Regions from separate parts of the Mus musculus genome. Here region 1 is linked to region 2. A link is a contact called in public HiChIP or PLAC-seq data. All regions are on one chromosome and are shown on one strand. Each heading gives the region's core, a stretch centred on a gene start, on an enhancer-like site or on the middle of the called end of the contact. The rest is flanking DNA. Distances are from core to core; before and after follow the strand shown. Region 1 has its middle 48 kb from the start of Gdnf. Region 2 holds the start of Osmr (oncostatin M receptor).

The links. HiChIP or PLAC-seq counts read pairs in DNA pulled down with a chosen protein or histone mark.
Region 1: a CTCF HiChIP or PLAC-seq map of the NIH/3T3 cell line shows a contact between it and region 2, with 5 read pairs. The contact joins the enhancer-like site here to the promoter of Osmr in region 2. A contact is called at or near these places in 4 of 39 promoter capture datasets (embryonic stem cells, frontonasal cranial neural crest, liver and 1 more), 1 of 15 datasets of contacts at CTCF or cohesin (the NIH/3T3 cell line) and 1 of 115 datasets of contacts at active chromatin or transcription factors (embryonic stem cells).

Annotation. Positions count from the first base shown.
Region 1 is chr15:7,861,704-7,864,403 of GRCm38.p6, forward strand. No RefSeq gene overlaps it. Among named protein-coding and RNA genes, the nearest start is that of Gdnf, 48 kb to the left of the region's middle. Within about 2 kb of position 1,353, at least 42 of the 459 cell types and tissues checked have an H3K27ac peak or open chromatin away from gene starts, as enhancers often do. A contact at or near this core is called in the NIH/3T3 cell line, where this site is marked.
Region 2 is chr15:6,873,020-6,875,719 of GRCm38.p6, forward strand. Osmr (oncostatin M receptor) reads right to left here and starts at 1,294. Exons shown (of 18, transcript NM_011019.3): 1 at 1,182-1,294.

The sequences.
Region 1 (2,700 bases), core at 103-2,602, 990 kb after region 2:
TGTGTCACAATGATGTGATTATATTTAACATTACTAAAGTTTATATACTTAGAAAGTGGTTAAGATGGTAAACTTTATGATGTGTTTTTATCATAACAAAAAAGTGGAACACATACACTTCTAAGAAAACAAAAATGGTTCCCAGTCGCCCTTCTTCAGAGGAGGAAGCTCACTTCTTCAACACCAACAGAAGATAAACCAGGAATAAGACATTGAGAAGAAGTCTAAACCCTTGGTGCTGAAACTCCATGGCACAGTCATGGGAAGCTACATTGAAGGAAAATTGTTTACTCCTCTCTAAGTTTTTGCCGACTGACTCTTCAGGGATAAAGTAACATGGAAAACGTCAGCACAAGATTCCAGAAGACCACCCCACCCCTATCCCCTACACCCAGCCGTCACCACAGCCAAACACCACAAAGTCTTCAATGAGATCATCACACAATAGATTCTCCAATAGCCATTTTCAGATCAGGTCCCCAGGACATTTTTCCAGACCGCAGGATGCTGCTGGCGGTCACTACTGACTCTAGAACACATCTCTGAGCCTCCATTTCGTCATGAATGAAATAATTTGTTGTAACGTTCTTGAGGAGGTGAAGTGGCCATCCAAAGATAAAGTCAAAGCCAATGTCAAGTGGTGTCTTATTTTAAGACAGCACATATTTTACTCAATATTGCCACTACCATACAGCACCCTCAAGAACCCAGAGAAAGAACTACTTCATTCATAAAGCCAAATTCAAGAGGTTGCAATGGGACAAGGTTGAAGCATCACTTGTGCCTCCTCTCGAATGCTCAGCCATATCCCTGCCAGGTTCTTGAAAGGACCTGAATAAATACATCTCATACTTAAGTTCAAAATCAGAAAGAATATGAGTGCTGCACATTGTCTTGATTGTGCTTCTTGAAGAAGTACCTGTGACATCCAGTTCTAGCATCATCCAGGGCTCAGGTTGAAAGTTAATTAGCTGGGGATGGGACCCAGGGTTGGGCATTTCCAATCATTACCCCCAAATGACTAGTGCAGCCAGAAGCTTCAGAACACAGTTCTGCTTGCGTTGGCTCACCTCCCTGTGCTGAGCCACTCCTCTGAGGGACTGACTGAGTGCACAGCTTGTCTCTAAGAGCCTCCCTCCAGGCAACAGTTTTTTTTTTTCCCAGCAGCTTGTAAGATTCCCACAAGCCATGAGAATGGGCTGTATAAAGAAGAATATCACTGATGGAATTTTGGGTTTCAAAAGAGGGAATGACCCAACTCCTATTTCTTGAAGAATGCCTGCTACGACAAATGGCTGACTGTGAGGTTAGCAATGCAGCCATGACCACAGCTATGTGCCACCCAGACAGTGTCCATGAGGATGACTTACACCCCAGTCACGACTTTGACTTTTGCGGGGTCTCTGGTCTGCATTCTTCTGAGACCAGATGGCATTCCCCATGTTTGAGATATTTATGAACAATGCCCACAAAATGCCACCTCGGGGCATAGAAGCTCTTGATCACAGAGTCAGCTTATCCACACCTGCTCACTTAAGTCTCCTGGTAAGTCCCGGTGCCTTGGTTTCTTTAGAAGCAAAACAGAAACTGTGCTGCCTTGCCTCTGAGGAGAGTGGCCGGGATCAAGAGACAGGATTTGCAAAAGGCTGGGTGGCACAGTGGAGAAACCTCAGCCTACATTCAGATGCCCTTGTGTGAATTACACTCTCCGGGATTTGGGTGAAATTCAAAGTGGGCATGTTATGCCACCTGCTGTGCCTCAGAGGCTGGGTCTTGCCAACACACTCAGGGAAGAGAACTGAAGAGGATCCAGCTGCTGCTTCTCATCCTACACAAGCATTTCCGAACTTGGCCTTGGGCTGTTTGGATCCTTCCATACACTAATTCAAGAGCCCACGTGCCCACCCATCTGGAGCCATCAGCCTAGGATAATGGCTGCTGTCTCCAACAGTGAACAATCCTGGAGGAAGGGCAAGGGTCACTTCAGGGGACAGTACCGGGAGGTGACGGCTTCATAATCACCACTGAGACATTCTGGATTTTCTTCTCTGCTGCTTCTGGGCAGTGCCTCCTTCCTCATTTCTAGACTTCCCTCTTGGGGTGCAGTGTTTATTTCACCCCAGAGGGTGGGGAAGGGGATGGCTTAAAAAGCCAGCAAAGGCAATCGCTTGGGAGAGTGACCTTTGCTCAGAATCCTGCAGAGTCTGAAGTCTTCAAAGAGGTCTCAGAATAATTTGCATTCACCAATGTCTATTTTTAAAAGAACAATCTGAATGTTAAGTAGACTTCTGAGCCACGTGAAAAGACTCCGATATGACTAATTACGGCTGAAAAAGTTATCAGGATAAAATGAGGAGTTGGATTTCAGTTTCTCTGGTCTGCGTTTAAAAGACAAAGGACTGACTCTACAATTCTTTCAAGGACCAATAGAAGGCAAACGAAAACCACGAGAAGATGGAGAGTTCAGTCCACAATTACAGGCAGGGTCATTTTAGTTAGGCCAAGTTGATATTACAGTGGAGAGATTTAGGTCTATTTTCCTGACCCTTTACATAACCAAATCACTGCTACTTGCTGTCCTGGCCTACGGTTAAGTCTTTTTCTTAGGTTGAATATCTCATTTGATTTTGACAGCAACCTCCGTGAGCTCAGCGTTCACATCTCCAGTTTTATGGGAAGGGGGTTACATTCACCTTTTAA
Region 2 (2,700 bases), core at 44-2,543:
ACACACACACACACACACAGAGAGACACAGACACACACACACACACACACAGAGACACACACACACAGACACACACACACACACACAGAGAGACACAGACACACACACACACACACACACAGAGACACACACACAGAGACACACACACAGAGACACACACACAGAGAGACACAGACACACACACACAGACACACAGACACACAGACACACAGACACACAGACACACAGACACACAGACACACACACACACACACACACACACACACACGGTCTCCCCCGACATCCACCACCACCACCACCTCTCAAAAGCAGAATGCCTTTGGTCTGCACCTAGCTTCCACTTTCAATTCTGTCTGCTTTGCTTACATCCATCCTCACGTCCACGAGTCCTGAGCTGAAAAACAGCTTGATCGCAAAGCGCTTTCACCATGTCCTGCAGGCAGGTAGCATCTGTCCGTCTGAAAGTAATCCCTATATCTGTGCCCTTGGTCACTCACAAGGCAGGCAGGGAAGATGAAGAGTGTGTGAACAAGCGGCCCGTCAAGAACTGTTACAGGGAACCTGTATTCACGCTCCCGTTTCAGCATCTCACTGGTGCCTACTCTCAGAGACACTGACCCCTATGCGCATCCTTGCCTGTTAGTGGTGACACTTCCGTTCAAGCAGCTCGAGAGGTGGTACCTGCTCTCCCCACCCGCATAGAAGCTCTGCCCCCAAGGCTGTGGGGTGCTCTTCTCTGAGTGGAGAGGGAAGCACCTAGTCCCGGAGAAATGACAGGGACGGGTGGGAGTTAAGGACTGGAAAGCAAGAGGCTGGGGGAAACCATCAACTCCCACTCCCACGGGGTATTGTGAGAGAAACCAAATTGGCCCAAATGGGAGTTCTAACTCAGCAAGTGTTTCCCCAGCTGCTTGAGTGAGAGGCCAGGGGACGGTGAACCTCAAAGCAGGCCTGGACTGGTGTCCCAGCGACGTGCACGCTGAGAGTATCTAGTCTTTTAGAGTTGCCCACCAATTAGGTGGCACTTTTCTGGCACAACCTCTTGCGGCTCCTGAGAGTGCAGTCTCGGGAGGCAAAAACTAACGCAGGACAGGGCAGAGGCGCGGGGCAGCAAAGCTCTCGGCTCGCCCGTCGGAAAGTGGATGGAGGCGGCAGCGCGGGCACACGGGTCCCGTACTCACCCGCCTGGCGACCTGCTCCGGAGCCTTGCCGGTCCTCGGCCTCACAGGGGAACGGGCGCGGACGTCTGTCCAGGCGTGTGGAGGCGGCCCCGCGCCCCAGCTATGAATCAACTACGGGGCAAGTGTCCAGGGGCGGGAGTTACGGGAAAGCGCCGGGGGAGGGCCGAGGGGCCAAGTACTGTTGCAATTTCCCGTCTCGCTGAGCACTTTTGGCACTCCTGGGACCCACAGGAATTTGCTCCTGGTCCCAAGGGGATGTAGGGGGGAACGATCGGGACCCTGCGACGGGCGCGGTTCCCGGGACCGGGCGGGCAGCACCGGTGAGAAGGGAAGTGGGAGAGGCCTGGGAGGAAAAGCTGGTCCTTGAGCATCGTTGTTCCTGGAGGGAGAGGGGACGAGCTGCGACCCAGTGCCCCGTGCCAGGTGTCCTGCACAGAGCCAATTGTGTTGCTTGGGAGATCCAACCCCAGCGCTCCGTCTGAAAATTACCTGAAATGTCAAACTGTTGGATCAAACTTGTGATCGAGTTGACTTTCGGCGTTCAGAGCAAGACAGACGTGTTAGAACAGAGATCTATGAACTGTGCTTCCTCTACAGGACCTGGAAACGCCCTGTGTGGCCACGCCTCCTTCAGCTACAGACCTGAATTCTTTGTCCACGAAGATCCAAGTTCCTTTCTCTCCTTAGAACGCCATCAGATCTTTACTAACCGGGCACTTGAAAGACATTTTTGACCTCTCTTTATGGCTGCATGGTAAAATGTCCACAGCCACGTCGTCTTTGGGAACTGGCACAAAACTATCGCCACAGGAGGTGTGGCAACAAGTTCCCACCAGTCGCCAGGCCAAGAAGCCTGGAGAACCGCCCACTTGCACACTATACCTTGCTCCAAGCTATAGTTCAGTTCACATTTGGAAACTACCTACAAGTCACAAATGGAAGGAGACTGAGGGAAATGGCTATAGATCAGAACTTGCGGATCCACAAATCAGTCTTAGAATAAGTAACTGGGGTATTGGGACACCTCAAAACAATGTCAGAAATATTAGTTACAACGCCTTACTTTCGTGTCTGTGTATGCTTTTTCTTCCTCCCTAATGACAATTCAGGGAAGGATCTTTTATTATTATTATTATTATTATTATTATTATTATTATTATTAAAGATAGTACTCCTCTAAATACCTAATACCTAATGGTGCCTGAAAGACTGGAGCACACAGCAAATATTTGAAGAGAATTAGAAAAAGGCACATCGTGTCTAGTAAATAATGTGTGCTCCTTTGCCATAGCCATTATTACTTATTTTAAATGAGCCCATTAGTGTGGCCGTGCGAACAGCCGCGGGAGCAGTGTGGAGCCAAGTTCTCACCCATTAAAAAGGCTTTTTGATTCTATTTATCTGTGAAAATGGTGTGCGGGTGTGTCAGTTGAGCAAGGTGTTTCCTGCATCGGGTTAATACGGCCTTTGGTTTCCATGCATGTATGCAGAGCGAATTCTCTTGGTTTCCGTGCATGTA